Linked DNA regions of Mus musculus: regions 1, 3, 4, 5 and 6 are each linked to region 2. A link is a contact called in public HiChIP or PLAC-seq and promoter capture Hi-C data. All regions are on one chromosome and are shown on one strand. The core of a region is the stretch at or near the end of the contact, and the rest is flanking DNA. Distances in the headings are between cores, read along the strand shown.

What was found. Promoter capture Hi-C pulls out the DNA fragments that hold promoters and counts their contacts. HiChIP or PLAC-seq counts read pairs in DNA pulled down with a chosen protein or histone mark. Capture Hi-C pulls out chosen DNA fragments and counts their contacts.
Region 1: a contact with region 2 is called in a promoter capture Hi-C map of pre-B cells, with 4 times the contacts expected there. The contact joins the promoter of Fam227a here to the promoter of St13 in region 2. A contact is called at or near these places in 3 of 39 promoter capture datasets (the 3T3-L1 cell line, hippocampal neurons and pre-B cells) and 1 of 9 other capture datasets (liver).
Region 3: a contact with region 2 is called in a promoter capture Hi-C map of liver, with 4 times the contacts expected there. The contact joins the promoter of Gtpbp1 here to the promoter of St13 in region 2. A contact is called at or near these places in 3 of 39 promoter capture datasets (hippocampal neurons, liver and pre-B cells), 4 of 115 datasets of contacts at active chromatin or transcription factors (astrocytes, embryonic forebrain, pancreatic cancer cells and 1 more) and 1 of 9 other capture datasets (liver).
Region 4: a contact with region 2 is called in an H3K27ac HiChIP or PLAC-seq map of thymic regulatory T cells, with 8 times the contacts expected there. The contact joins the promoter of Ddx17 here to the promoter of St13 in region 2. A contact is called at or near these places in 1 of 39 promoter capture datasets (pre-B cells), 1 of 484 Hi-C or Micro-C datasets (embryonic stem cells), 2 of 115 datasets of contacts at active chromatin or transcription factors (pro-B cells and thymic regulatory T cells) and 1 of 9 other capture datasets (liver).
Region 5: a contact with region 2 is called in a promoter capture Hi-C map of pre-B cells, with 2.6 times the contacts expected there. The contact joins the promoter of Dnal4 here to the promoter of St13 in region 2. A contact is called at or near these places in 1 of 39 promoter capture datasets (pre-B cells) and 1 of 9 other capture datasets (adipose tissue).
Region 6: a promoter capture Hi-C map of pre-B cells shows a contact between it and region 2, with 3 times the contacts expected there. The contact joins the promoter of D730005E14Rik here to the promoter of St13 in region 2. A contact is called at or near these places in 2 of 39 promoter capture datasets (the C10 cell line and pre-B cells), 1 of 484 Hi-C or Micro-C datasets (B cells), 1 of 115 datasets of contacts at active chromatin or transcription factors (bone marrow-derived dendritic cells) and 1 of 9 other capture datasets (adipose tissue).

What each region holds. Positions count from the first base shown.
Region 1 is chr15:79,655,384-79,660,307 of GRCm38.p6, reverse strand. Fam227a (family with sequence similarity 227, member A) reads left to right here and starts at 1,352. Exons shown (of 18, transcript NM_029407.1): 1 at 1,352-1,627. It overlaps Cby1 (chibby family member 1, beta catenin antagonist), which reads right to left and starts at 1,081. Exons shown (of 5, transcript NM_028634.3): 1 at 1,015-1,081.
Region 2 is chr15:81,396,559-81,401,642 of GRCm38.p6, reverse strand. It overlaps St13 (suppression of tumorigenicity 13), which reads left to right and starts at 1,949. Exons shown (of 12, transcript NM_133726.2): 1 at 1,949-2,158. The coding sequence starts at 2,049. It overlaps Xpnpep3 (X-prolyl aminopeptidase 3, mitochondrial), which reads right to left and starts at 1,505. Exons shown (of 10, transcript NM_001347075.1): 1 at 1,356-1,505. The coding sequence starts at 1,419.
Region 3 is chr15:79,689,576-79,694,262 of GRCm38.p6, reverse strand. It overlaps Gtpbp1 (GTP binding protein 1), which reads right to left and starts at 3,367. Exons shown (of 12, transcript NM_013818.2): 1 at 3,165-3,367; 2 at 1-107. The coding sequence starts at 3,356.
Region 4 is chr15:79,545,202-79,549,724 of GRCm38.p6, reverse strand. Ddx17 (DEAD box helicase 17) reads left to right here and starts at 2,984. Exons shown (of 13, transcript NM_001040187.1): 1 at 2,984-3,530. The coding sequence starts at 3,481.
Region 5 is chr15:79,773,195-79,778,241 of GRCm38.p6, reverse strand. Dnal4 (dynein, axonemal, light chain 4) reads left to right here and starts at 3,775. Exons shown (of 4, transcript NM_017470.2): 1 at 3,775-3,883. It overlaps Gm30977 (a long non-coding RNA gene), which reads right to left and starts at 3,714. Exons shown (of 4, transcript XR_875488.3): 1 at 3,456-3,714.
Region 6 is chr15:79,891,526-79,896,061 of GRCm38.p6, reverse strand. D730005E14Rik (RIKEN cDNA D730005E14 gene) reads left to right here and starts at 2,924. Exons shown (of 1, transcript NR_030675.1): 1 at 2,924-4,536. Apobec3 (apolipoprotein B mRNA editing enzyme, catalytic polypeptide 3) reads right to left here and starts at 3,654. Exons shown (of 8, transcript NM_030255.3): 1 at 3,493-3,654; 2 at 504-651. The coding sequence starts at 3,545.

The sequences.
Region 1 (4,924 bases), core at 103-2,602, 1.7 Mb after region 2:
GCCTCTGCCTCCCGAGTGCTGGGATTAAAGGCGTGTGCCACCACGCGCCGGCTTGTGGTAGGCTTTTAACTGAGATGTTGGGGACTTGAATCCATGGTCTCACACTTGAGCAGCAAGTACCCACATTCACTGAGCCTTTTCTCTAGTCCCCTTCACAGATTTTTTTTTTTAAACACACACACATACACACACCGTTCAAGGTATCCTAGGGTTCTTTAGGGAAGCTCTCTCATAGAAGACTATGGGCCAAGAAAATTAAAGGTTTGCACTTGGTTCCCAACCAACCCTGTTGCTCACCCTCTGGGGAGTCCAACGTTTTATCATCCCCCAAGGGCCTCAAAGGCTTTGTTTGCTGTTGTTTTTAATGTGTCTGAGTGTTTTGCCTGGGATACCATGGTCGTGCCTTGTGTCTGCAGATTCTACAACTAGAGTTACTGGCGTTTGTGAGCTGGGAATCGAATCCCAGTTCTCTGCAACAGCAACCAGTTCTCTGAGACTCTGATCCATTTCTCCGGCCAGTGACGTCCCTTATTTATAATCACGAATGATAACAGCCTGCAGCTCGTAGGTTAAGAGTGCTTTCATGTTTACAAACTGTTGGGACATTTGATGCTCACCATGACCCTGAGAAGTAGATCAAATTGTCCCCCTTTACAGGGAAATGCACTTACTGTGCGAAGCTTTAGTTTGCATCAGGCTATAAAATACATTCTCTTCATTCTGACAAAAAATAAAGGAAGGAAGCATCTTTGGTTTTCACTGGATTCTCAAAGGGAAAGGTGTCTCGAAAAAGTTAAGAGCCAGCCAGTCTCACGGGTCACAAAACCCAAAGAGTTCTGTACGGGTTAGGAGAAGACCTTCAAAGGATGGGGTCAAAACACCATCTCCGAGTCTCCGTCGCAAGAGGTGCCCGCGGAGCATGCCACGGTCCAGCCTGCCCGCTTCTCCAGGGGTACCCGGGCATCCCACCCACCACTACTGGCACGGATATCCGCCCGCCGCTCCCAGAGGTACCTGTCTGCGAAGCCGGAATCCCGAGCTAGCCTGCAGCTTTCTGCAAGGATCTGCCCAGGCCGCGTCAACCGCCGCGACCGCGATTGGCCGGCGCCGGGCAACCATCGTGCGCATGCGCAGCCTCTCTGGCTTCTACCACTGAGAATGCAGAGGGAGCCAGCTCCGAGACGAGCCTCCGCGAAGCAGCGGAGCCCCTGCGGACTCTCTAAGGTTCACGAATAGAAGAAAGCCTTGGGCACGACTTCTGGAGATACACACATGCCTTGGGCACGACTTCTGGAGATACACACATGCCTTGTGGCATAGGCTGGGAGAGGCATGACCCCCTAAATACGTTGGTCTGGTCCCCGGGTCAGCGCCGCCGTCGTCATAGTAATCGTTTTCCTTGGCAACAAAGCAGGCCGAAAGCTGCTTTGTTGTGTTAAAAATGTTAAGTGGTGACCCAGGCTGGACTCACAGTAGCAAAATGGACCGACCTGCAGCTCCCCCGCCCCGGCCACAAAGCAAACCGCGCCCCTTGGGCCGCGGATGCTGGCGGACATCCGGAGCTTGGTCCGGTCACTGGAGGGGCTGGTGGCGGAACCCGCCCTGACGCTTCTGCCGAAGCTTTCAGGTAAGACAGACGGACAGATATGACGACTCCCTGCCAGTAGCAAACTGGCTCCTGCCAGTCTTGCCTCCTCCACACTCCCACAAGCAAGGGAAACTGAGGTCCAGGGAAGGTTGCCCAGTGTACAAGGGGTAGAGAACTGGAGAGTCAGCTCCAGGATTCCTCAAGTCCTAAGGACATTGTAGCTCGGTTTGGTAAATGAAGAAATGGCCATCCAGGAGGCGTTTCTTGGCTGCCTAGTGGGTGTACGAGGTCATCCCACCATAAAGGACAGGACCCAGCTCCAAGCAGTCTTCCTCCACCTTTGCCACACAGCGTTCGAAGAGAGAATTCCACATCAAAATCAACCATATCTAGTGTAGCAACCGCTACAGAAACATAAAGCAGAACACATTTGAAAGTTGCGATCATTCTAGAAGTTTTTTTGTTTGTTTGTTTGTTTGTATGTTTGTTTGTTTGCTTGTTTGTTTTTTTCGAGACAGGGTTTCTCTGTGTAGCCCTGGCTGTCCTGGAACTCAGTCTGTTGACCAGGCTGGCCTCAAACTCAGAAATCCGCCTGCCTCCCAAGTGCTGGGATTAAAGGCGTCCGCCACCACCGCCAGGCTCTAGAAGCTTTTTGATATTAAACCTTGTGCGCCCTCTACCGGTGCTATCCCCGAAGCACCTTTCGTATTTTGAGATAAAGTCTCCCTGGGTACTCCTTATCTCATCCTCCTGCCTCAGCCTCTCAGTGCTGGAATTACAGACACACACCCAGCCTGCCTTCAACCCCTACCCTTTTGCTTTGTTTGTTTTTTTTTTTTTAAGATTTATTTATTTATTTATTATATGTAAGTACACTGTAGCTGTCCTCAGACACTCCAGAAGAGGGAGTCAGATCTCGTTACGGATGGTTGTGAGCCACCATGTGGTTGCTGGGATTTGAACTTCGGACCTTCGGAAGAGCAGTCGGGTGCTCTTACCCACTGAGCCATCTCACCAGCCCCGCTTTGTTTGTTTGATATTTGAGACTGGGGCTCAATATGTAGTTCTGGCTGCTCTCCCAACTTACAAAAGTCCTCCCGCCTCTTTCTCCAGAGCGCTGGGATTAAAGGCTAGTGCTCCATACCCGGCCCTAGGCTTTTTAACAAGTCAATTCAAAACAGATTAAATTAACTTGACTATTGTTGCACTTAACTCGGTTTGTCCAAAATACGAATAAACAAATATTTTAAATTTTTACCATGTATTGGTTATTAATTTCTTTAGTCACGCTAACCAAATTTCAGAACTTTTGTTTTGGTGTGTGGCTAGTGGCCGTGGGGCTGGGCAGCATCCAGGAGTGTTTTCCTTCCAGCCTCGTTGCCCTCTGTCTGGGAGCTGTTTCTTCTCCCCATCAGCCAGTTAACTCCTGCTCTTCCTTCAGCACCTTGACCTCCGTAACTAGGTCAGAACAAACTGTTGCAGCACTTCAGAGGCAGAGGCAGGAGGAGCTCTGTGAGTTGGAGGCCAGCTCGGACTACATAGCAAGTGCCAGGCCAGCCAGGGCTACGTCATGGTGAGACACTGTCTCAAAAACAAAAACAACAACAACAAATACCCAAAACCACACTGTCACCTCATAACCCTATGTACTTTCTTTGGAAGCAGTCATGAGTTATATAATTCATCATTACATACAGAATTTTGATGAATTATACTTTATAATTATGTACTTATTTTAATTTTACAAGTCTACCTCAATAGCCCCACTAGGGCTATGGATCCAGTCTGGCTCAGTTTACCATCCTGTGCCCAGTTGGAGCACACTTTTTAGTCTGTGGGAAGTCCTCAGTAAATAGTCACCGAGTGGCTCGACGTTGATGGTGACGGAGGACCAGTACCGCAGTCTGCATTTCACATGCTATCAAATGCTAACTCTGAGCAGGGGATCGGCAGTCCCAGCTGCCACAATGCCCCAAGGGGAAGGGCTCCTCAGCTCCCACGCATCCACCCCCAGCACTTGGCACAGTGCTTGCCATAGCGCGGCTTTCAATGAAGCTTGCTTTCCCTCCTCTGCAGACAACGGCAGTAGAAAGCTTACCGGGCCCCAGAGCACACGTATCCTTAAATGGTAGGAGGGAGAATTCAGCCCGGAGCGATGTGTGTATTTTAAACATTCCTCTTTAGAAACTACTCAGTTGTCCCATTAGGTGTGAGTAATAGCATTCGGCTAAAGCTGGAAGCTTCCTGACAGCATCATCAGAGTCTAGAACATAGTGTAATTTTCCAGCCATTCTGGGGAATGGGTAGGAGGACAAGGAGAAGCCCTGAGATGCACCTGCCTCTTCTCATCTCCTGCTGCTTGGCCTGTGAGGGTAAGAGCAGGAGGCAAGAAACGGTACTGGCCTGGGGTCTGAGTCAGCCTTTCCTTCCACCCAACCAACTTGGAGCAGTACAGGGGTCGGAGATGGAGGGATATCTGCAACCACAGGGCCGCAGAGTAGTGATCAGAGGGAGATATGAAGGCAGTTTGGTTCAACAGGACTCAGTAGCTGGTGTCCATTCAAACTTAGAATCTGACCCTGAATAGTTTATTTTAGGCATCTTTGTACACAGCACAATTTGTTTAAAAAAAAAATCCTGGTGATAAATAGCTCAATCCCATGTGCATAGCAAGGCTTAAGGTAGGATATCTCAAAGTAACGTACAAAGCAAAGTACAGGTGAGATCTTCCATAAAGATGGGTTTTATGGATAACTGGGAAAACAGGCTCAAGATAAGGAAGTCTTCTGGAAGACTAGTCTATAGACGACTGAAACAGACAAGGTCAAGAAAGGGTCTGGGGGAATCTCTGTGGTCTATGGCCTGGTCACACAGTTAGCACTAAGGTCACCATGCTAATGAACTAACTATACCAGTGCCTTCTGGGTAAGAAAACAGGTTATATACATTTCTCCCTTTGAGATTTATTTTATGTATGTGAGTACACTGCCACTCCCTTCAGACATACCAGAAGAGGGCATCAGATCCCATTACAGAAGGTTGTGAGCCACCATGTGGTTGCTGGGATTTGAACTCAAGGCCTCTGGAAGAGCAGTCAGTAGTTTTTTGGTTTTTGGTTTTTTGGTTTTTTCAAGACAGGGTTTATATATAAAACCTCTGTCTATAGATAGACATATATATGTCTATATATAGCTCTGGCTGTCCTGGAACTCACTCTGTAAACCAGGCTGGCCTCGAACTCAGAGATCTGCCTGCCTCTGCCTCCCAAGTGCTGGGATTAAAGGCATGCACCACCACGCCCGGCTGCAGTCAGTAGTCTTAAGCCGCTGAACCATC
Region 2 (5,084 bases), core at 700-3,199:
AAAAGTTCCTGGGTGAAACTGCACTTTCCGGCTCATGAAATGAGAAGTTGCAAAAGGATTCTACCGAGCAGAATTAAGACAAAGAATTGGTATAAAAGACTGGACACAATCACATAACAAACATCTGGCTTAACTGTGTTTCAGTCCCTCAGTCCCTCAGTGGTAAAGATTCAATGTCACTCCTTCATTGAAGCTAAAAAAACCGCAAACCATTTAGTGGTAATATAACAAGATGCTGAACTTACTTTTCCTCAGAAACAAACTATAATATATTTACTAGATTTTTTTAATGTGTTTTAGTCCTAAAGCTGGATCAAGTCAGGATTTACACGAAGCTACAAGAAAGTCAACGATCCGAAACAAAAAGCTGGTTCTAGTCTAGTCACAGTCTGTGGCCTGCCACATTTTCATTCATTTCCGTTAAAGGCACATCTTAACTACCAGGATTACAGAATAGGCTCCGTGCAATGGTGCAGTTTTAAATAGCGAATCCAAGTATCACATGCAAATATCAAGATCAATTTTAATGTCAAATACCCTATTTTCTGGTTCAGATTTTGCACACCTCGTCTGAAGTATAATCCAACATTAGGTCTCCTTACAAAGTAGGTGACTCACTCTCCAGTATAAAATTTTATGTTAGGTTAATTGCTCACCATATTGTACACGGAGGGTTCACATTCTCCGTGCTCTATCACCTTGACTGTTTATGTAAGACTTAGGCACGTCCCTCGCTTAGTTCTTTACAAACTGAATTGCACAAAGCATTTGTTTCTAGACGTGTTTCTTCTCTCTCTTTCTCTCTCTCTCTCTCTCTCTCTCTCTCTTTTCGAGACAGGGTTTCTCTGTATAGTCCTGGCTGTCCTGGAACTCACTCTGTATTTGGATCAGGCTGGCCTCGAACTCAGAAATCCGCCTGCCTCTGCCTCCCAAGTGCTGGGATTAAAGGCGTGCGCCACCACAGCCCGGCTCTATCTTTTGAGCTAGCTCTCCGATGAAACCTATGAAAAGGCGAAAGATTTACCCTGACCTAACACACACACACACGCTACTTGACATTAAACAATTTAGTCAAGTGTGATGATAAAAGCTACCAATTTAGAATTCGAGTAACTTTGAAGACAATCCCTTGGAGTTCCCTCCTCTTCAGTCACTCCAGCTTTCCCAGAATAACAGAACCTAAAGCCCACTCTTTCCCAGAGCAATCGATCAAAAGAAAAATCCGTGGGTGGTGAGGGGGGATCAGGTGCCGATTGGTGAAGAACCACGGATCATCAACTTGTAGCTCTTTGGGCTGCTTTAGGCTTTCTCCAAAGGAAGAACCTGAAGGGGACGCCGGCAGGAAAGACTCTAACCTGAGAGGCCGCGGAGCCTTGCTAGAACGGGAGCCAGCTTGGGGGTTGAGAGCAGAGACGGCATGGCCTGTAACCACTGGTCAGGAAAAGTACAAACTCTGGGGAAAGCCACTAGCACAGCCGCGTCGCCAGGAAACCAGTCAACTGCTCGGCCCCTTCCGGCAGGCGCGGCTCGCGGGCTTTCTTCCCGGGGCGGCGCAGAGCAGTGACGTCACTCGGCTAGGTTTTGGGCGCGCCGGCCCCACGGGCATTTATTTATTTTCCCCCCTCCTCCATGCGGCGTCTCGTTCTGCTTAATGCCCATCTTCACAGAAGAAATATCTTATTCCAAATGTCTCCCTATGTCCCGCTTGAAAGCGCACAGACACAAGGTCCTTCATCCATCCCGGGGAATTAGGTCAGAGGAAAGAATCCGAGTGAGACTGTTCGCCGATCGAAGCAGGCATTGTCACGGGCAGCTACACTTCTAGAAGGTTCTAGGCGGAGCACAGGTCCAGAGGTAGGAGTGGGAATGAGCGAGCGAAGGCCCGGGGTCACGAGGCCGTTGGGGGGGAGGAGCCAGCGGCCGGGGAGGTTCTAGTCTGTTCTGCCTCGCGGCAGCCGCCCCCTTCCACTTGGTCACGTTGAGCCGCTCCCGGGCCTGGCATCGTGCCTCCGCAGCCGCCCACCGCCTTCAGCTTCCAGCCTCCCACCATGGATCCCCGCAAAGTGAGCGAGCTTCGGGCCTTCGTGAAGATGTGTAGGCAGGACCCGAGCGTCCTGCACACCGAGGAAATGCGCTTCCTGAGGGAGTGGGTGGAGAGGTGAGAGCCCTGGGCCCCGTGGACCGTTGGGGACGGAAAGTTGGGGGTTGGGGAGTGGGCCCCGAGCTGGCGTAGGGAGGAGGGGAGCGGTTCTAGGCCCCTTCGTGGCTCTTAGTGGCTTCGAGAGGTTCTCGGAGGGATCTGGAGCGTTGGGCAACTTAGGGGTGGAAAAGCAGAGGTTAGAGTTGGTTCCCCCCCACCCCCCGCAGTTAAGTCTTTATGGGGGTGTGTTTGGGTTGTGAATATTTGAGCAGTGGAAATAATGCGCGAACGAAGACAAAGCTTTTACTAAGGGATTGTTTTTCTTGAACCTGGCGTCTTGTTTAAGTCGCATTGACCCATGTGTCGTTTAAAATATTAATAGTGGTAACTTATTTATTCTATAACTTCAGTTATCTGTACTTGGCCTTACAACGATTTTAATTGCATGGAATTTTGTTGGGAATTATTTATACCCACGTTAGTTGTAGCGCTGTCACTTCAGCTACTTTAGGAATTTTTTTTTTTCCTTCAAAGACCAGTGTGCTTGCAGGACTAACTGGAGAGTATTTCGCCTGCGTACTATGATTGTTGTGCCAGCTGCTGGGAAACAGTATTACTGGGGAATTGGTTTCTCCTTTTTGTTGTTTTAGTCTCGTTGATAAAAGATTTTAAAGACAGAATTAGAAGAAAGCTTAGGCACCATTAGAATTTGAGGGTGAAAAACGCAACAGTACAAACAAACTAAATCTCTACAGCTGCCAAGGGGAGGGAGGATGTTAAGTCATGCTTTCTGAATTAGGGTCAGCAATGGAAGCTCACCAGCACTTGTAGAAATGGGGGAGGGTCGGTCTTCAGAGAAAGTGCATGTTTAGGGTCTTTGGTTAATATAAAAAAAAAAGAGATGGGGAAAAGTAAAGTTTTATATATTTTTCAATTAGAACTTAGAAAAAACAAGCAGGCTGAGCCATGAAGGTCTGAAAGCAACTGTGTGGAGTGAAGGACTCAGGGACTGTATAAGCACTTTACTTCTTTAAAGATAATTATTCCAAGCTTTTTGCATATCTTCTGGTAAATCAGCCTTTCTGAGAGGTTGTTTTCTGGCCAGGTGATTGCAAGTCCAGATAGATTAAGGGAAGGAGCTAATAAATAATGTGTAAGTTTGTTTTTTTTTTTTTAAATTTTTTTTTTTTTTTTTTTTTTTTTTGCTGGTTGAGAACTTGCTATGTAGCCCTGACTGGCCTCAGGTTCACAGAGATTGCCCCTGTCTCTGTCAACTATTGGGATTAAAGACATTTGCCAACACACCAGCTATTTTATTTTTCAAGCTAGTTTATGTGTAGTGGGTGTTTTGCATGTATATGTATGCCTGATGCCCAGGGTTGTAAGAAAAGAGTATTCAGTTCCTTGGAACTGGTGGTTGCAAGCTATTACTGTGGGTGCTGAGAATTGTACCCTGGGTCTCCTGGAGGAGCAACAATTATTCTTAATCACTTAGTTATCTCAACAGCCCCAGTATGTAACGTTTTGGGTGGTTTAGAATACAGTCTTCTCAGGGAAAGGTGGACTAAGAGGAAGTGGCTTAACTTTAATGAAGCTCAACCCCTGATACTCTTCACCTAGAAAGGACCCTTTTATATGTTTAATTTTTTTTAAGATGTATTTATTTCGTGTATTTGCTTGCACTTTAATAAGCCAGGGTGGGGAATCTGATCCTTTGGAACTGTTGTCACAGACAGTTGTGAACCATCATATAGGTGCTGGGAAATGAACTTGGGGTCTCTGAAGAACAGCAGATACTCTTAGTTGATGAGATGTAATCTCCTTAACTCTCACAGTATTTAAATCGCATCAGATGGCAAAGCTAATGCTGCTTTCTCAAGTCTAAGGCTGATTGTGAGGGAAGAGGTCCGTCTCATGTCAGTACAGCTGCCTAAATACTGTTTCAGGGCACAGAGAAATGATACAAAGTTTGTTTTTATAATTATGTTTTAATAGTTTAACAGTTTACATATTGGAGGAGACTCCTCGGGGTTAAAAGGAGGGCCACAAATGTTGCCTAGGAAGGGATTTTTTTGGGAAAGTACTTCTAGTCAGGTGGTAGTGGTAGTGTCACAATGCTTTTAATCTCAGGACTTTGTTGGCAGAGGCAGGAGGATCTCTGGGTTTAAGGCCAGGGAGTTCAAAAACAGTCAAAGCCACACAGAGAAACCCTGTCTTGAAAAACCAAAAAGAAAAAACCCTAAGGGGGTTTAAGGGGGAGGCTTAGCGTTGGTTCCAGCATACCCTTCCCTGCCCAGGAAAGCAGCCTGCTAGCTGGGATTGTTAAGGAGGAAAAGTGGGTCAACATGTGCCTGAGTTCCTAGTTACTCTGGAGGTTGAGGCTGCAGCAGCCATGATTCTAGGAGTTTCAGACCAGCCTGGCCAAACATAGCAGGACCCAATTAAAAACTGGTCCCTCCCCTCCAGAATAAAGAATAAAACAAAACCCCACACATTAAAGCTGTGTTTCAAGAGTGTGGATAGGCACTCCTTAAGACATGAGCAAAAGCTGGTGGGGTAGTTTTCTTTGGGGTAAATGGACCTGGTGATTACTAAAAATGCAAAATATTTTAACAAGCATATTCTCAGGAATAAAAGAAGTCAGTGATGTGTGCTGGCATTCTTCAAAGCCTGTTGAGCTTTTTTTTTTCTTTTCCTTTCTCACTTTTATAGCTGTTGTAGGACTTTTACTCATGTTAAGAACTTACAAAATAACTATAGTAACTATTAAAACAATGGAGGAGAACCCTAGGTATGCTTGTATAATATGGCTTTGAGTTCTGGTACATACCCTTTAATAATCCTATGTTTTGAAGCCTTTGCTTTCTCAAAAACAAAAGATGCATAAGTTGCCATTAGATATTTGTTAGGACTAGGAGTTGAGGACTAGCTTTTAGTGGCTTTT
Region 3 (4,687 bases), core at 2,118-4,617, 1.7 Mb after region 2:
CCCTGCCCAATGACATATATGGTCTCTCCGCATCCCTCGTCCATCCTCTCCCACATCTGCCGAAGTAGGCTGTCATACTGCTCTGATGTAGGGCTCACTAGAACCAGCTAGAAGAGAAACCAACAGCCTTAGAACCACACTCACTAGAAAGGGCCACAGCTAAAGCTGGTCAACAGCCTGACCAAAGACCCTGACCATACCCCAGGGCACCCGACTGGGACACAGCTGCGCAGCCCCTTACACACTCACACACTCGCCGTCCCTCCTGAAACAGCCTTGTACGACCCAGACGATATACTGAAACGAGTCTGTGTCTGTGCCACAACCCGTAGGAGGAAAGGCGTACACAGCCCACTTCCTGTAGCTTCACAAGAGGACTGGGAGGGAGAAGACAGTCTGGCACTGTGAGGAAGCTGTCCTGCACTTCTGCGTGGTCTTCTGCCTGCAGTGTGCATCAGGGGGTTCAAGGGCAGATTGTTCACTGACAGCCATGCCCTCCACCCACAGCCCAATGCTCTCGTAATAACAGAAGAATTCTGGTCTACCTTGTCTGTCTCGCTTACTACAGTGAAAACTGCCTGCAGAAGGCTATCTCTGTCAACCAAACCCTACAGCCACCAAGGTTAGTGTTAATAGAACCACAGCTGGGCAAATCCTATCGATAACAAAGTATCAACCACTTACTTGGGAGGCCCGTTACCATGAGGCAAGTGGATTTCCTTCTCTAGCCACGACTATGTGACCTCGAACAAAGAACTTAACCTCCCTGAATCTCAATCTTCTCATCTAGAGAGTAAAATATAAAGCATCTGGGCTAGCTCAAGTCTGTAATACCAGCGCTGGAATACCTGAGGCAAGAAAACTGCTATGAGTCTGAAGCTAGCCTGGGCTATAGAATTAGAGCCCATCTTCAAAACAAAAGCATCCAGGCCAGGCTCAACTAACATGCATTCCAGTTATCTTCAACAAGTCATTTCTTCAAGAACTTTGCATGAGTCTCATACCATTCATCAGTAACTGTGTTTCTTGCTGGAAGCTCTCAGAGCCTTAGCTCCTCTCATTTAGCTATATATAGTGAGGGTATACATACCTAATGTCTACTCTTTTCAAGACTTAAATCTATTCAGTTCACCCTTCTCTCCTCCACACTGTCAGTTTTTGTTTTCAACACATACACACACACTCAATTTCAAAGGATTTCTCCAGCTCCTTGATGAAGTAACAGTTCCTTACTCCAGGCAATTAACTAAAATGGTCAAAGAGGTCCCACCCTCTTCACAGCTCTGTCCCAATTTCCCACTGAGCTTTCAGGTTTCTTCAGCTCCCTGACCATGCACTGACATCTAGTCAGTACATTTCCAACAGGCCATTTGACTCATCAGAGTTTAGAATTGTAACCCAGATGCTGCCAGTGTTACATTGTCTCTAGCATTTTGCTTGGATGGAGGTCTCCCTGAGCTTGGCCACCCTTATGATGGTATTAGAGGCACTAGACAGGACCATCATGACAAAAGATGCTAGTTGGCTTCCAAGGGCCCAGCAGAGATTAGAAGGAGAAAGAACAGTTGGGAATTGCTTACTTAGGTTGGGGGCAAAGGTTCTTTCCAGTTTAGAGCCAAGTTTTATGTAGCATTGCCATCATGAGATGTCACATTTTCAAAGCACCATAAAATCTCCCATCCAAGTAGTAATCAGACCCGAGCCTGCTTAGCTTCCGAGATCAGACGAGATCAGGCTCGTTCAGCATAGTATGACCACAGACATCAAAGCTCCATAAAATCTCTATTGTAATTATCCTACAAAGCGCAGGGGGTGGGGCTGCTCTATCTTCCACCAGCTGCTTTTTAATCCTCACAGGGAATCATCATCTATCTAGTGCAAACATTTAGTGAGTCTCTGATATGCATCTGGGACTATAATGGGTCTTAACATTCTCTTCTAATTTTTTTATTTTTTTTAATTTGCGAGACAGGGCTTCTCTGTGTAGCCCTGGCTGTCCTGGAACTCACTCTGTAGACCAGGCTGGCCTCGAACTCAGAAATCCACCTGCCTCTGCCTCCCAAGTGCTGGGATTAAAGGCACGCACCACCACTGCCCAGCTCTCTTCTAATTTTTGCAACACATCTGCATTTTCTTGATGAGATGCTGGAGAAGTGAGAGGTTAAGAAAGTTTCCTAAGGTCACAGACCCTTTTAATGGCAACAGTTGGAAGGGAAGCCCAGTCCCTCCCTTGGCATCAGTTTCTTTAGTGATGTTTGACACTTTCTAAACACCAGTAACATCTTATAGTTACTTTCTTATTTTCCACAATGCCAAGTAAGTGGTGAGATCTTCATTTCTGCCTACCTTCTCAACACCGCAGAAGATGCTACTTAAAGATGCCCTTCCATATTGCATGAATACAAGAGGTGGCTCCACTCGTAAGTGGCAAGGCTGAGGGTCATGCCTATTTTTTTTTTTAATTATAACAAGGCAGGGTGTGGGAAGGCGACGAGTGCCACGGTGTACGAATCAGTTCTCTCCTTCACTAGGTGAGTCCTGGGGATCGAACTGAGGTTGTCAAACTTAGGAGGCAAGCCCCTTTACCTGCTGAGCCATCTTGTCGGTCCCATCTTTTTATTTTATTTGGGTGGACACGGAAAGAGGACGCTCCTCGGACATCATTCTCGCCGACTGAGCAACTACTTTCTGTTTACTTTCCAGAGACCAGGAAGAGAAACGGCTGCCACCCCTTAGACTGGCTACCTGTCTTCGTGAGTATCCCGCCCCCTGCCCAAGCCACCTTGACACTTGGTCCTCCGGGATGCTCCTAGAAGAGGAAGACCCTGCGTCTCAGGGACCCCCCTCCTGGGGAGGGCGGGCTGATCCACACGGGGACAGGGACACAGGGCGCGCGGCCCGAGTCGGGAACCCCGTTCCACGTGGCGGAGCCAAGTGGCAGCGATCGAGGCGGGAGCGGGAAGCGCGGGAGGCCGGGTGGACGCTGCCCGGTGCGGAGAGTGGGCCCGGGCCCGGCAGGTTCGGGAGAGCGGCAGGTGGGCGGGCTGCATCCCTTCAGCGCTCCCGTGAGCCGTGCCACTGGACAGCCGGCTGCCCGCCGTCGCCTCGGAGACCGTCCGGCCCCTCCGCGTACCCCTGGCCCCGCCGCCGCCTCCCGGGCCTACCTTGCTGGTGAGGTCCAGCTCCGGCTCGCCGTTGAGCGCCTCGCCGTCCTCGCTGCAGTCAGAATCGAAGCCGCCATGGAGTCGGGCCGCGGCCGCGGCGGCCCGAGCCGCCCCCGGAGAGCTAGGCTCGGGGGCGAACATCGAGGCCGGCACCGGCGAGTCGACCGGGGAGCGACTCCGCTCCGCCGCCATCTTTAAGAACTTAAGCTAATTCGCAGCCGGCCGCCCGCCCTCCCTCCCTGGCTCATTTAACTAATTTATGCTCGGCCCCGCCCCTTCTTGTTAGAATAATTTATGCGCGGCTTCCCCGCCTCCCGAGACTGTCACGTATCTCTAGCGGAGACACAGAAGACCCAGTCTCTCATTTACCAATCGTCGCAGCTCTCTCAAATACTTTAATGAATAATTAATGAGACCAAAACCCTAACAACAAACGTCGTAGTGGTCGGGAGCCTTGGTCCCACCTCTAGTGGGGCCAACACAGCGTGCACGCTACCTGCCTGGATCCTTCCCGCCAACGGGAGCGAAGCAGAGGTTTGACTGACTTGACAACAATCCAATGAAAAGAGGCATCCATTCTTTACTCCCCACCTCACTTTCCAGAGGCGGGGCCAGCCTCCAAATCATACTGCAAAACAGTCCCGCCTGGAGCCTCTCAAAATGATGGACAAGGGCGGGACCCAATCTTGTCCTCCCTAAGTCCCGCGCGTCTGGCCGCCGCATACCCAGATAGTAAACTGTGAAATGAGCCTGGCACTCCGAATGATTGAAGGCAGTTGCTGCAACACTGTGTCCGGCGTGCTGGCATGCGCAAGGCAATTTTTATAGTAGAATCGATGCTATGTATTCCAGGAGTGGTAATATTACAGCCGCCAGACCAAGACAATTAATTAAATGCTGACCTCAGGGAGTTCCATTCATGACTCCTCGGAGAGCAACTGAGTGAACAGAAAGATGTTGACAGCCCAAACTCTAGCGTAAATCCCCTCACGTTTTTGGTGAACAGCTGAGCCACAGGTCTAGGATCTGTCAAGGTAGTTTCTTGTGGCTTATTTTTCAGTTGCCACTTGTGGAAAGTCCCAGTCCAAAAAAAAAAAAAAAAACCCGCCGTTCGTGTACCTGAAATTCCCGTTTCAAATGTCTGAAAAATTTAGACTATTAGGTGAGTTCTGTTTTTTACCAAGATCTAATTATGCTGGCTGGACCTGGCCACTCCTCCTGGTAATAGATTAAAAAAAAGAGCAGCCGCCTGAGGAAGTACGAGAAATTTAGGGATTGGACCACAGGATGTATATAGTAAGTAAGGAAAAGGGTACAATATAGCCGTCACCTAATTCGGGGAGAGTCTTGTCCTCATTTTTAACGTACTACCAAGTCTGTGAGCAGATGCTGCTGGAAACCTGACCTTAATGGTTTTTTACTGAGATTTGTTTTTATTTTGTATGAATGGTGTGTGTGTGTGTGTGTGTGTGTGTGTGTGTGTGTGTATGTCTGTGTGCCACCTTTGTGCAGGGCCTGTAGAG
Region 4 (4,523 bases), core at 1,735-4,234, 1.9 Mb after region 2:
TCCATAAGCTTTGGCACTTGCCAGACGGCTAGTTAGTTCAGAGTGAGCACTATTCTTCCAGAAGACCAGAGTTCAGTTTATAGCACCTACCCTCACAGCAGCTCACACCTGTAACTCCAGTCCTGGAGATCTGACTCCCTCACAAAGACTTGCATGCAGGCAAATGTCAATGCACATAAATTATAGACAGACTTTATCTGGGTGCTGACAGTGCACACTTAGAGGGGGTCGGCATCTCTGGCCTTCATTCTCTAGATGTCTCCCTCCTTTATGTCATGACAGTAAGAAGGCTGGTTACCCAGTTTTTCTTCTTAGGGGTACCGTCTCTGGTTAAAAAGAAGCAAATGCAGAAAAGATGTATTGAATGTGGTTAGATAGGAAAGAAGGGCACAGAAATTCAGTGTATCTTCTCAAAGTAGCCACACTGAATACATTTTCCTTTTTTTTTTTAAATGGGTTTTAATTGTTTTTTTTTTAAAGATTTATTTATTTATTTATTTATTTATTTATTATATGTAAGTACACTGTAGCTGACTTCAGACAATCCAGAAGAGGGCGTCAGATCTTGTTACAGATGGTTGTGAGCCACCATGTGGTTGCTAGGATTTGAACTCCAGACCTTCAGAAGAGCAGTCGGGTGCTCTTACCCACTGAGCCATCTCACCAGCCCACATTTTCCTTTTTAATGATTCATTTGTCCCTTTTGACTTCTTCGGGATGGGTGCCTGTCTTAGTTAGGGTTTTACTGTTGTGAACAGATTCCATGACCAAGGAAACTCTTATAAGGACAACATTTAATTGAGCTGGCTTACAGGTTCAGAGGTTCAGTCCATTATCATCAAGGCAGAGCATGGCAGCATCCAGGCAGCATGGTGCAGGGTGGGCTGAGAGTTCTACATCTCATCTGAAGGCCGCTAGGAGAATACTGACTTCCAGGCAGCTAGGGTGAGAGTCTTAAGCCCACGCCCAAACACAGTGACACACATACTCCAACAGGGCCATACTTCCTAATAGTGCCATTCCCTGTGCCAAGCATGTACAAACCATCACAGTGCCTAACTTGTCTTCTTAGGGTATAGACTGTTAACACCTCCATACATTATCCATTGTCTCCTAGGGAACACCAGGAACCACTCTTAACCTTTGGTTCTCCAACCACCAGCAAATCACTGGCTCCAGCCACACAACTGAACCATTTCTCTCAGCAGTAATAACCTGCACCAAGTCCCACCATTTCCTGCCTGGACTTCAGTACCCAGCCACGTCCAAAGGGTCTCACACTGTAGCTCTGTCTGTCTTACTATGTAGACCAGACTGGCCTAGAACTCAGAGAGACTAAAGAAAAGAGACAGTACACTGGGCCTTCACTAGATTAACTGTTCCTGCCTTAGCTGCCTCTCAGTTGATTCTCTGCACTGCAGTCAAAGGGGTCCTTCTTTATGCCGCTACTTTAAACCAGACATTTTCACCTTCAAGGAAACCAAGCTCTTTAAGTAGCTTCCATCTTCTTGGACTCAGGCTTTGCATAATTGATCTTCCCCCTTGGCAGCAAGGACCTTAGTTGAGACCTCAGCTCAAATGTCATTTGATAGATGGGGGATGCCTTCTGAGAGCACCCGATGTCATCCCGTTTCCTCAACTTGTCTCTAGCCCCTTTCTTGTTTTTGTTTCTTTGGTGTTTGTTGGTTGGTTTTTGAGAGAGGGTTTCTTTGTGTCACCCTGGCTATTCTGGAACTCACTTGGTAGACCAAGCTGGCGTTTAACTCAAGAGATTCACCCACGAGTGCTGGAATTAAAGTATGGCCTTCCCTTTAGTGTTTTTTTGCTGTTGTTCTTGGAGGTGCTGGGTGTTGAATCCAGGGCTTCAGTCACGGTCAGCAAGCACTGTTCCACAGCCTCAACACCATTTTCTTTTCCAAGTCAGCAAAAGTCTAACATACACATTTGTCATCTGTCTCCTCTCCGTCTCTAGAGAATAAAGCTCTGTGCCAAGGAACGTGTTGGATCCCCAGTGTCCCAGCAACTAGCACAATGCCTGGCTCTCCATGGCCGAAGTGACAAATGAACCGTTTCTCAAGACGCCTCTTTACTCTCCTGGCTTTCCTAACCTAAGCAACACTCAGGACATGAGACAAGACTAAGCCTCCAGTCTGCCGGCCTCCATTCTCCGCGGCGGTAGAAATGAGCCTAGAGGTCTCAAGGAACCCAGCAGTTCCACAATTTAGTAAAGCAACTATGTCCAAGTTTGTGTGGCTTGGCAGTGCGCAGGGATGGCGAGCCAAAGAAAGCAATCTAGGAGTTGGGTGGCACCGGCGGCCTAGCCCAGCCTGCCCTCCCCGGATAGGGTTTGCAAATCCTAGCCTGTCAAACCCACCGCTTCTGCAGTGGGGCACCCGGGTAAGGCACCCATTTTCATGGTGGCTAAGGTCCAAGGCGCCCACCTCAGAAAGGACTCTGGGAAGGTGTGGCCTCTGCGTCAACTACGGCCAGAGGAAAAGGTGCCAACCCTTTGTTCGGAAAATAGCACCTCAGTAAGAAACGCGGGAAACACAGGGTGTCTTTTGGCCCAGCCAGGCTGTTGGCCGCTGAAAGAGAGCGACACGACGCATCCAACATGGCTGCGGCGCCAGCGCGGCGAAAAGCGACGGGAAAGAAATGGCGCCGGGCTGTGTGGCCAGCTTGGGGCACACGGCGTTGGGACGTTGGAACCAAGAAAGCGGCCTCAAGACTCTCTGGGTTCTACTGCCCAGAGACCCGGAAGTCTGACTAAGGCTACGTGGAGTGCTACCATTATGTCTGCACAAGGCCGGCCTCAAGCGCCGGGTTGAGCTCGGAATGCCGGGAAAAGTCCATTCTCGAAACAGAATGCGCTACGAAGACTGCGCTGACCCGCAATAGTGGGCGGGCCAACGACGCCAACACTGTGACGTCGTGCCGACGGCTCGCCCCACCCCCAGCCAACGTTCTAGAGCTGGCGGTGCGAGAACCCTACGCCGGTTGCGCACATTGCCTTGTTTAAGGTGGGCCGACCAGGGCCCCCATCTCCGTCACCGACGTAAAGCGGTTCCGAGAATGTCCGTGGCGTCGCGCGGAGCCCTCCAGACGCTGTTTACGTAGCGTCTGGGCCGTGCGTAGCGTTAAGTTGGAGCGGTCTCCGCGGCCGCCGCCATTTTGTGCAGTTGCTGGGAAGGAAGGGAGACGCCTCAACCGTGGCACCGCCCGGTTTGAGCGGGACCAGACCTCCCGACTGTCCTAACAACCCCGATTCTCTGAGTTGTGCTCCCGTCTCCGACGAGAGAGGCGGCGACGGTGGCGTCTGCGACGGGAGACAGCGCGTCGGAGCGAGACAGCGCCGCGCCTGCCGCCGCCCCAACAGCGGAGGCGCCGCCGCCGCCATCGGTCATCACTAGACCCGAGCCGCAGGCCCTCCCGAGCTCGGTCATCCGTGCCCCGCTCCCAGATCTTTATCCGTTTGGGACCATGCGTGGAGGCGGCTTTGGGGATCGGGATCGTGACAGGGACCGTGGAGGGTAAGGGGGAGGTGCGGGCGGGGGGCGGGGTGGCCCGCAGAGCCCTGAGGCTCGCGCCGTACAATGGCGGCGGCGCGCAGGCCTCAGGCTTGGGCGGACGTCTCTGCGGACCGCGATCCTGGCTCGGAAGTGGCAGGCCAGCCTTGTCGCCTCTCTTGGCCCGCTCGCTGATCATTTGATCCCTGCAGGCCGGCCGCAGTGTCTGTCTGGGGGAGGATCCGGATGCTCAAGTTTTAATCTAGGAAAAGCTGCTTGAGATCGTTTCTTTTCCGCTATGTTAGCCATCCCTGTTAGAGAGGGACTGGAGTCGAAAAGGCCTTTTTTTGGTTTTAAACTAGGTTTTACTCCCTTTCTGTTATATTTTTGGTTAAGTGGAATCAGATTGGAATGGGAAGTGCTGGAGTTGCTTTCCAAAAGATCCAAATTGCGGGTGACTTTTTTTTTTTTTTTTTGAAACTAACAAAGCCTGTTGAAATCAAGAGAACTCCTTGAGGTGGCACACCCTGCACTAGAGACTGAGTCAGGCTTGGAGTTCAAAGCTAGCCTGGGCTACACAGATCAGAACAAGAGAACAGTTAGCAGAGTTCAAAGTGAGGGCAGTGGTAGAAAGAAAAAAAAATCAGAATAAGCCTTGTAAAGGAATCGTAATTGTAGAAGCTTTATTCTGTCCTAGGTCATTATTCAAGATCCAAGCAGTTTGGGATTATAAGCAAGCCCAGTGGAAATAACACATAGGAGCCACATTATTATCCTTATTAGACTTAGCCTTAAAATCTCCTAAAGATTGGGTTTTGGCCATTATTACAGATTGAAAACAAAAGAAAACTGGTTATTTCTAGAAGTGTTTTAGACTTGTATCAGTTGCTTCATTTGCAAGTGGAGTAAAGTAGTCAAATGAGAAGGCCTGGCTCACTGTAGTATTGCACTGAAAAGCCAGAGGCCTTTTAAAGGTCTTGGTGGGTCTACTCAGTTGAATGTTTTTCTTTCTAGTTG
Region 5 (5,047 bases), core at 2,526-5,025, 1.6 Mb after region 2:
GCAGTCATCTTACCACTTGGGAGGCTGAGCAGAAGGTGCAACAGTTAAGAGATTTGACTTTTTAAAAAATGAAATACAGACTCAGAATGGTTAAATTTCAGTTCAGAGGGTATAAGAAAATAGAACTTGTTTGTCAGACTGGTTTAAAGCCAGCTCTGTTCTAGAAGAGGGTATAGGAGGGGAGACCTGATTCTTTGTTCCCCCTCCTCCACAACAAAGCACACATGTGTGTGATGTGTTCCTTAATCCAGTGGCAGGCCTGAGAGCTGAGATACCTCCCTACCACTGTGCCCTCTGGGTCAAGCATCAAGGAACCTTAGAACACCTGCTCCCTGTTAGGACCTTGGCCTGGAGTTCACAGAAGAGGGAATCTAGCCATACAGGGCATACAAGAGGTTTCAGCAACACACAGAGAGGTGAGAACCCAAGGGACTTATGTTTGCCTAGCATCCTCATCCCAAGAGTTTATAGGCTCATGGGAGTAGAGCAAGAGAATAAAGAGCCAGAAAAGAACGCAGGGGCCCGGGAGCAGAGAGATCAGTGAGAAGCAGCCTTCAGCTGAGGAAGAGCCTTGAAGGGTTGGGTTTCTCCTACTTTGTACAGCTAGGGGCTTGAAGCAGGAGGAAGGCGAGCCCTGACTTCCGACCTGGGGCAGTCACTTGATCTCATGGTGCATTCTGGGCCAACAGGAAGGAGCTGTTAACAAGGAAATGACGTGGGTTTGGGAAGGAGCTTGCTGACTGCAATGGAGGACTAGGGAAGGGTAGAGCTAAAGATGGCAGCCCGGGAAGGAAGTAGTTTCTATGACACTGGCTCCAGTTGTATTGCTGTGCTGGGACAGTCCTGTGAGGAGGCAGGACTGAGGACTAGAGGCCCAGTCACTGGCTGGAGTAGGCTAGGGTGGAGAAAGTATAAAGGTGACAGCTTGGTGTGTGCTACAGGCACCTAAGTGATGAGTGCAGTCATTTACCCAGATGGGAAATCTGGGGAGAACAGGCTGGAAACACACTACTTGGAAAAGCTTGTGGGCCACTCTGGTAGAGACAGCCAGGATGCTATGGGACATCTGAGCCTCCGTGCACAACAAGAGACCTAACCTGGGGAATAAAAGATCAAAGCAATCAGGACCTAGCTCAGTCATCCTCAATCTTCCCAATGCTTCAATACAGTGCCTCCTGCTGTTGAGATACCCCAAGTATAGCATTATTTTCATTGCTACATCATAACTGCAATCTTGCTATTGTTACAAATTGTAATGTGTTTTCCCATAGACGTAGGTGATCCCTGTAAGGGGTCGTGACCCACTGGTTGAGAACTGCTAATCTAAAAGGACAAGGATTAAGGGAGCTGCGGGCCTTAGAGCCCCAAAGGGACAGTGGTAAAGCAGCATTCCTCAGCAAGGCACAAATCAAGAGCGCCACTCCCTGGAAGAAGGGGACATTTCCAGAGTACCCACTTCCCACCTACAGTTCCAGTAAGTACCCCACTGGATGGGAATGCAAGCAAACAGAGAGGAGGTATTCCTGTTTTTGTCCATCTGACAAAGTATCTGGTAGAAGCAATTTAAGCAAAGACAATGTAGCCAGGCATTGTGGCAAATGCGTTTAAGCCCAGCATTTAGGAGGCAGAGGCAGGCAGATCTTTGAGCTGGAGACCAGCCTGGTCTAAGTTTCAGAACAGCCTGGGATACACAGGAAAGCCCTGTCTCAAAAAAAGAAAAAAAGTTTCTTTCGGTTTAAAATCCAGAGGTAGTGTCATTATAATAGAGAGGGGAATCATGTCAACCAGGATGTGGCTCCTGTGTCTTGGTGGCTCCAGTAGCCGAGAGGAAGGCAGGAAGCAGGGCAGGACAGGGCAGGGCTGTAACCTTCAAGGCATGTTCCTTAGCTGCCTACCAGCTAGGTCTGATGTCCCAAAGGTTCCACCACCTGCAACAGTGTTATCAGCTGGAAAGCAAATGTGCAAACCATAAGCCCTTGGCTGACATTTCCTATGGAAACAATAACCACTTGTCAGAAAAACACAGTAATATTAAGGACCAAAGCAAGAGCCCAAGATGGGAGCCAAAAATGAATTAGAGGTCTGGGGGACACAAGAGAGCCAGGTTACCCTGTTACCCAGTAGCTCCCACAAGGTAGCCTGCAGAAAAACACCCTATGATCCTCCATTCCGTTGCAGGAGATCCTGGAATCTGCACTGCAGAAAGATCTATAGGTACTACCTCTGTGATAGAGAACTGTGTGAAGGTTTCTGCGGTTGGTGCTGCCAGCAGGGAAGGAAGATGGTCTAACAATTGCTGTTGCTCCTCAGAAGGTCACTGGTAACCACAAGAGAGGGAATTTCAGAAACATCGTGGGAGTGGAAGCCAGATTGTGGTGGGCGGGAGAATGAATGGGAGGCGAGAAAGAGAGGATGGCAAACAAGGACCCCTTTGGGGGAGTCGTTTGTGTAAGTGACAGAAGTGAGAGCGTCATCCCCCTCAAAGGCTGCCCTTCATCTCCTGGAGAAAGTTGGAAAAGAGGATTAAGGAAATTTGAAGGCTGAGTAAGATTCGCCACAGACAGTCAGAACTTTCCAGGGAGGCTAGCTAGGAACTGTCGTGTGCTGAGCTGAATTCCTGCTGCCAAGTCTCAAACCAAGCCCAATGTGTGTGTTCTGGGTCTGTACACTCAAGCTAGGTTAATCCACTGTCCCAGATCAGACCTTGTTACCACTCTCCCCAAAGCTCTCCAGCAACCAATGACTCTATCTCACCTCACACCAGGGGCCACTTGTGTTTCAAACCTCTCTTTCTTCTGCCCTGCTTCTTTCTTTGTCTTCCCCTCTACTTGACCTACTATGTTGACCCTGCACTCCTACTACGTTGACCCTGCACCCAGGCCTCTTGGAGCTACCGCTGTCCCGCTCCCATTAGCATTCTGGTCATCTTGGGCTCTTCCCGCCTCGTTGTCCCACTTAAAAAGAGCCAGTACCCTGCCAGTCTCTGCTATAGAAGCACGCGGAAACGATTCCATTTCTTCTCATGGCTCTATACCTTCTGAACTGTGCCTTCCGCAGAATCACCAGCTAGTGGGGCTTCATTAATGATTGCATGATACGCATAGAATAAATGTTTAGATTATGGGGCATTCCACTGATCCATTCTTCTTCTTCACCTTCCCCTCAGCAAGAGGCTCTAACACTCTTTGGTCATTTCTTTCCAAGAATCAGAAGCAGGTTCCAGACAACTGCATCTGATGGTACAGGTGTCTCCCAGCCCCTGGGACAAAGCAACCCTGGAGGGTTTGCACAAGGGAAAGATCTGGATTCCTTCTCTGAGGTTATGCCTTGATTCTTTCCTTCAGTCTCTCTAGTTCTACACATTGGCCCAGACGGGATCACGGATGCTGTTAACAGTAAGCACTGTGTTGCGAATCAATGAGACAGTCACTCACTGTAAAGGACTAAAACACTACCTAAGTTCTGGTGGTTATCAGGCTCCTGCGGTCGTCGTAAAATAGCAGATCAGCGTCACGACACCAACAAACTGCATTTGTCATTTTCGATGTCGAAAACTCCCAGGGCAATACAGCTTTAAGAAGTTTGTTCCTCTACAAAGACTACTTCTGCCTGTCCGCAGCTGCTCCGGCAGGCTTAAGACGACTATGAGCGAAGCCCCACCTCCTCGGTCTTTAAGCCACGCCCCTCGCGTAAGCTCCGGCCTCCTAGGCCCCTTCGGAATTAATTGGCACTTCTCTACACCAATAATAAGTGATATTGCTGTCAACGTCCGGTGACGGGACGGGACTTCCGTGATGGTTGCTAAGACACTCTGGCTCGCTCCTTGACAACCCTGGCGGGGGTGCGCTGGCTGTGGCCTCGGCTCCGGCCCCCGCGGGAGCAGGTGAGGGCGCGGAGTGCGGAGGGCAGCGCGGCGGGGAGGGCTGGCCCTGAGGGAGGGCGGGAGGATGCGCGGGGCGGACAAGGCCTGGCCCAACGCTAGGCCCCACCTAGGTCCCCAGCCCGCGGTTCCCGGCCCAGGACCTCCCCTTGTCCCACGTAGGAGACCACGGAGCTTGGCAGTGACATTGCGCACCAGCACCACTTTGCAGGCCGCTCCTCCTCACTCATCTTGGGTCCTGTTTAGCTCCATGCCCTCGCATCCTCCCTGTTTTGACTCCCACTGCACTTTGTCCCCGCACCACCTCGCTGCTGACTGGTGGTCTAAATCGCCTCGTCCCAGATCACTTGGTTTGGAGATTTGGCGATACTCTGGGATTCTAGGCTGACTATTGCCCGACGGGGGGCACTCAGTCTTCCCATCTATAAAGTCGAAATTGGGTTGAATGGTCGCAAAGGCCTTTTGGACTCTGACGTCCTAGCATGATGTTGTGGGACTTAACTGTCAACGCCCCTTAGGATGTGTGTTCTCCTAACCTTTTATGTAATGCAAAGAATTTGGCAAACTTAAGTTGGATTCCCATTGGTAAGAACTACCTAAGATCTCTCTGGGCACCAGTCAGTGCATCTATAAAGCCAATAGTCTGAAGTTCATCTCCTTTGGCAAATGAAGTACAAAGGGTCCAGTCCAGTGTAGACGGTACTTGCTCACTTGTCTTTTTTCTGTGTGTATGTGCGTTCCTGTGTGTGCAGTTACATGTGGAGGCTGGAAGTCAACATTCGGTGTCTTTCACAATCACTCTCCACCTTATTGTCTGAGACAGGGTCTCCCTCTTTGATGCCAGGAGCTCACCACTGGGCTTCATGGCTAATGAGCTTCCAAGGATCCATCCTCTCAGCTGCCTCTCCAATGCTGGGCTCACAGGCATGGCCGCCTCACCCAGCCCTTTACACGGGTGCTGGGATAGAAAACTCTGGTCTTCATACTTTTGTAGCAAGCACTTTATAAACTGACCTCCACCCCCTAATTTCTTCTTTTTGTCTGTTATGACCTCACACTTTCCCTCCTGGGAAGAGCCCAGTGCTTTCCTGCGCAGTATCCCACTCAGTAGCCACTGTCTGCAGATGAACCTCAGGCCTGCTGTCTGGCTCTGCTCTTCCCCTGTGG
Region 6 (4,536 bases), core at 1,675-4,174, 1.5 Mb after region 2:
GCTGCAGTAACGCCATTTTGCAAGGCATGAAAAAGTACCAGAGCTGAGTTCTCAAAAGTTACAAGGAAGTTTAGTTAAAATATATGGCTGAATAATACTGGGACAGGGGCCAAACAGGATATCTGTGGTCAAGCACCTGGGCCCCGGCTCAGGGCCAAGAACAGATGGTACTCAGATAAAGCGAAACCAGCAACAGTTTCTGGAAAGTCCCACCTCAGTTTCAGGTTCCCCAAATGACCGGGAAATACCCCAAGCCTTATTTAAACTAACCAATCAGCTCGCTTCTCGCTTCTGTACCCGCGCTTTTTGCCCCCCAGCCCTAGCCCTATAAAAAGGGTAAGAACTCCACACTCGGCGCGCCAGTCATCCGATAGACTGAGTCGCCCGGGTACCCGTGTTCCCAATAAAGCCTTTTGCTGTTTGCATCCGAATCGTGGTCTCGCTGATCCTTGGGAGGGTCTCCTCAGAGTGATTGACTACCCAGCTCGGGGGTCTTTCAGTACCTTGTTCTTAAAGACCCCATGGTGAAGGGAGACGGGTGAATCGCAGTCCTTTCTAGTCACTTCATAGCACAAGAAGGTATCTTTCCGGCCTTTGGCATAGCCTAGGTTCTTAAAGTGGAACTTGAATGTTTCTTGAGATATCAGGTTTCTGCAAGCACAAGAGAGAAAACAGAAATTGCAGAGTGTGCCCTGGAGTGACCCCAAGCAGAACAAGGCCCCAAAAGTCCTGAGGCACCCCCAACTCCCTGAACCTTTGACAATTTCTGGAGTCCTTTCCAAGCAGGAAGACAGAGGGAGAGGAGACAAATCTTGCCGCCAGAGAGGTGCCCTCCTACTTGGGCCCCACGCTGTTCTACCTCCAAGTCCTACCCAAGAACATGCACAGCCTGAGGAAATGAAAGGCTCAAGATTCTTCAGCCTCTCGCTGCAGCTCCTTCCAGACGGGACACCTCCATGTGGGATGGAGGTTTTAAAAAAATCAAGGAAATGAGACCAGAGAGATGACTGGTCAGTAAAGCGGCTTGCACACAAGTCCTGATTCTCAGAGCAGATATAAAAGCCAAGTATGGGGGTTGTGAATCTACAACCCTGAGTTGAGGTATCAGAGATAGGAGGATCCCAAGAGCTCATTGGCCAGCCCGCTGGAACCCACAAACTCATTTTGGTGAAAGACTCAAAAAAATAAAGGGAAGAGCAACTGAGGAAGACAATTGACATCAACCCCTGGCTTCCAGATGGGCGCCCGAGTTATATACTGTGCCCATCTCCCAGGCCCACCACACTATATACTGTTAGAGAAATTCCTAACGTCACATGGGCAATCTAATGTCTCAGGATTTCTCGAACCTGAACTCATCAAGTCCTTCCCTGACCCTGCAGGCGAGGGTCCCCCCAAATAGACAGGGAAAGCCCAAGCCTGTAACTATAGTCTTTAAGGAGCAGAAACAAGAAGATTATGCCAAGGTCGAGTCCTACTTGAACTATATAGTGAGTGCCAGGCTAGCCAGGGCTTCATAGTAAAATCCTGTCGGGGCTGGGGTGGGGGAGGGTGGGAGAGGGAGACAAGAATGTAAAGAACAGCAACAACAACAACACAGCCAAACTACCACCACCATCACAATAAAATTCCACAATATAATAACAACCAAAAATCAGGAGACAGGGGGCTGGTGAGATGGCTCAGTGGGTAGGAGCACCTGACTGCTCTTCTGAAGGTCAGGAGTTCAAGTCCCAGCAACCACATGGTGGCTCATAACCATCCGTAACGAGATCTGACTCCCTCTTCTGGAGTGTCTGAGGACAGCTACAGTGTACTTACAATAAATAAATCTTAAAAAAAAAAAAAAAAATCAGGAGACAGAGTCTGGATCCCTTCCCTCAAAGCTGGCTAGGTATTAGTGGCCTGGGAGGACCCCAGGCTGGACCCTTTCCCTCATAGCCAGCAGCCTGTAGAAAAGAGCTGGAAAAATCAGACGTCTATCAAGCCTTGGTCAGAAGAATGGGATCGGAGGCTTATCTCTGACTCTGGAAGGAGAGGTGACATCTGGGACTGGTTACAAGGCCACACCCAGGGGACAAGGCTATTAACAGATAATTGCTGATAACTGGCTTCAGGAGCCCTAATCCTGGAGACAGACAGCTGGCCAGGGGCTTTCTGTTGAAGACTGAAGACATGCTATTCTGTGATATGACTGTCGCCTCTCTCTATACAGGTCTATCCATCACTGGACAGGACAAAGTTGCTCAGGGTGAGGTGAATTGGTTCGAAAGACGGGCCAGGGAGATGGTTCAGCGGGTAAAAGTATTAGCTTTGAAGTTAAAGCCTGCATTTCCACCACACCCACGCATGCACGCACCACTTGCAGCTGGGCTGCCCACGGGACAGTGGCCTCCACCGACATCACAGGCACCAGGAGAAGGGACAAAAATCAGAATGTCACCCAAGGGAGTAGGCAGTATAACTTTCTTCTTATATGTAGGTTTAAAATACACTCACATCTCTCTCTTTCTTTTTTTTTTTCTTTTGTTTTTTTCGAGACAGGGTTTCTCTGTGTAGTCCTGGCTGTCCTGGAACTCACTTTGTAGGCTGGCCTTGAACTCAGAAATCCGACTGCCTCTGCCTCCCGAGTGCTGGGATTAAAGGCGTGCGCCACCACACCCGGCCACTCACATCTCTTGCCATTGGGCATGTATACATATGTGTATGTGTTCTGAATTAATATGTGCATGTCTGGGGGTCAGGAGAAGGCCTTGGATTCCCAGAAGCTGTAGTTATAGGTGGTTGTGAGCCATACCATGTGTTTGCTGGTAGCAGTTGGTCCTCTGTGGAAGGTGACAAAGGTTCTTAACTGCTGAGCCATCTCTCTCCAGTGCCAACCCCGCCCCCTATTATTTCTCTTTTTCTCTTAGCTGACTGGTGTGGTTCCGAGAAGTCTCCACAAGCATCCAGGCAATGGGTGTGTTAGGGGAATTTCTCTTTACCCTTTCCCTTTCCCAGCTCAGAGTGGCTACTTCTGGAAAGGTGGTTCACATTGCCTTAGAGAGTGGTCCCCTCTTCTCCCAGTATCCCCTGAGGTTGGGTTAAAACAGCACGGATATTCTAGGACATCTATCGAAAGTTCTCCATACATGGTCGTCCAAAGTCTGCTTCCATGGATTTCTCTTTAAAATTTGAAGCCCAGACCAGCCTAGCCCTGGATCAGCATGAAGACCCAAAGGCGAGTAACCCCAGACTGAGAAGTCTCAACAGGAAGAAATATGGGTGACGTGGAGAGGGGTACAGGGTGGCCAGTTTAGAAGCAGCTATAAGGTAACCGAAGCGGCTCAGAACAAGGACCCTCGAGGGGAGTGGGAGCTACGGAGTATCCTGGAGAATGTGAGAGAGGAATCGGGAGCTGGGGACCTAGAGGAGAGGCTCGGTATACAGCAAAATGGGGGCCACCAGGAAGAGACTGCAGTGAAAATTTTGGAGGAGCGGGGCCAGCGGTACCTGATCGGTGAATAGCATTTGCGATGGCTGCATCCCAGACAGAATGGTCCCATCCCAGCTCTGGGCCCCAGGCGCTGGGGTTGCATTTTCTGTGAGCAGGCTATGGAAGACCCCCAGAAGTGAAACTGACCTCCCGGGCCAAGTGAATGCAGGCCCCACCTTCTTCCTGCATCAGCTCCCGGAATGGGAGGGCTCTAGGCGATCAAGCCCAGAAGGCTCCTGCCCACCTCTTTGTCCCTTGGCTTGGCAGAGACCTGCTCCTCTGTACAGCGGCCCGCGGGGATCGCAAAGAGAAAGGGAAACTAACTGATGGTAGAGAGAAGCTGATGCCGACCGCGGTGAGGGTAGGACAGACGCCCCAAGGGTGGCCCCAGGCGTCTCCATCCAACCTGCCTAGACCATCCTGTGCCGAGCTTGCAGCCAAAGCTGCCAGTTGAACCAAGGGTTTGACTCTGTAGGTGTTAAGGAGTGGGGACCCTTACATTTTCTCCCTTCGGCTTAGGAGGGGAGGGGACAGCCTGGCTTCGCATTTCTAATTGTGGCTTGGATTTTGGCACCCTTCACCTCTAATTTCCCAACTGCCCCAGGTGTGGAGCTAGACTGAGATCAACGGGGAGCACAAAAATGGATCATTGATGGCTCCGAATCAGCCAGCAGCAGGTGGCCGAGCTGGTATCAGAGCCCGTCATCCAAGCTTGTTTCCCTGCAGATGAGGGAGACCGAAATGAGTTTACTGTTCTCACAGACCTGTGTCTCTCGAGGGCAGTAGCGTGGACCAGTCAAATGTAGCAAGTGCACGCTTCTGGTTATTGAGGTTCAGCTAGCGTTCTTTGGAGGAGTGAATGCACACGGAGTCAAGTAATCTTCCAGTGGTTTGGGATACACGTGTGCAGGTATACACGGTGCTCTCCACAGAGGCTCTGGGCACAGTAGCCAGTTCCTGTAGGGCGAGCGTGTCACAGCGCCCCCATCTGGTGGAAGGCTATCCTTATTTCTTTACAAAGCCAAACTTGTTGAACTTGGTGGGGGAGGGAGTGTGTGTAG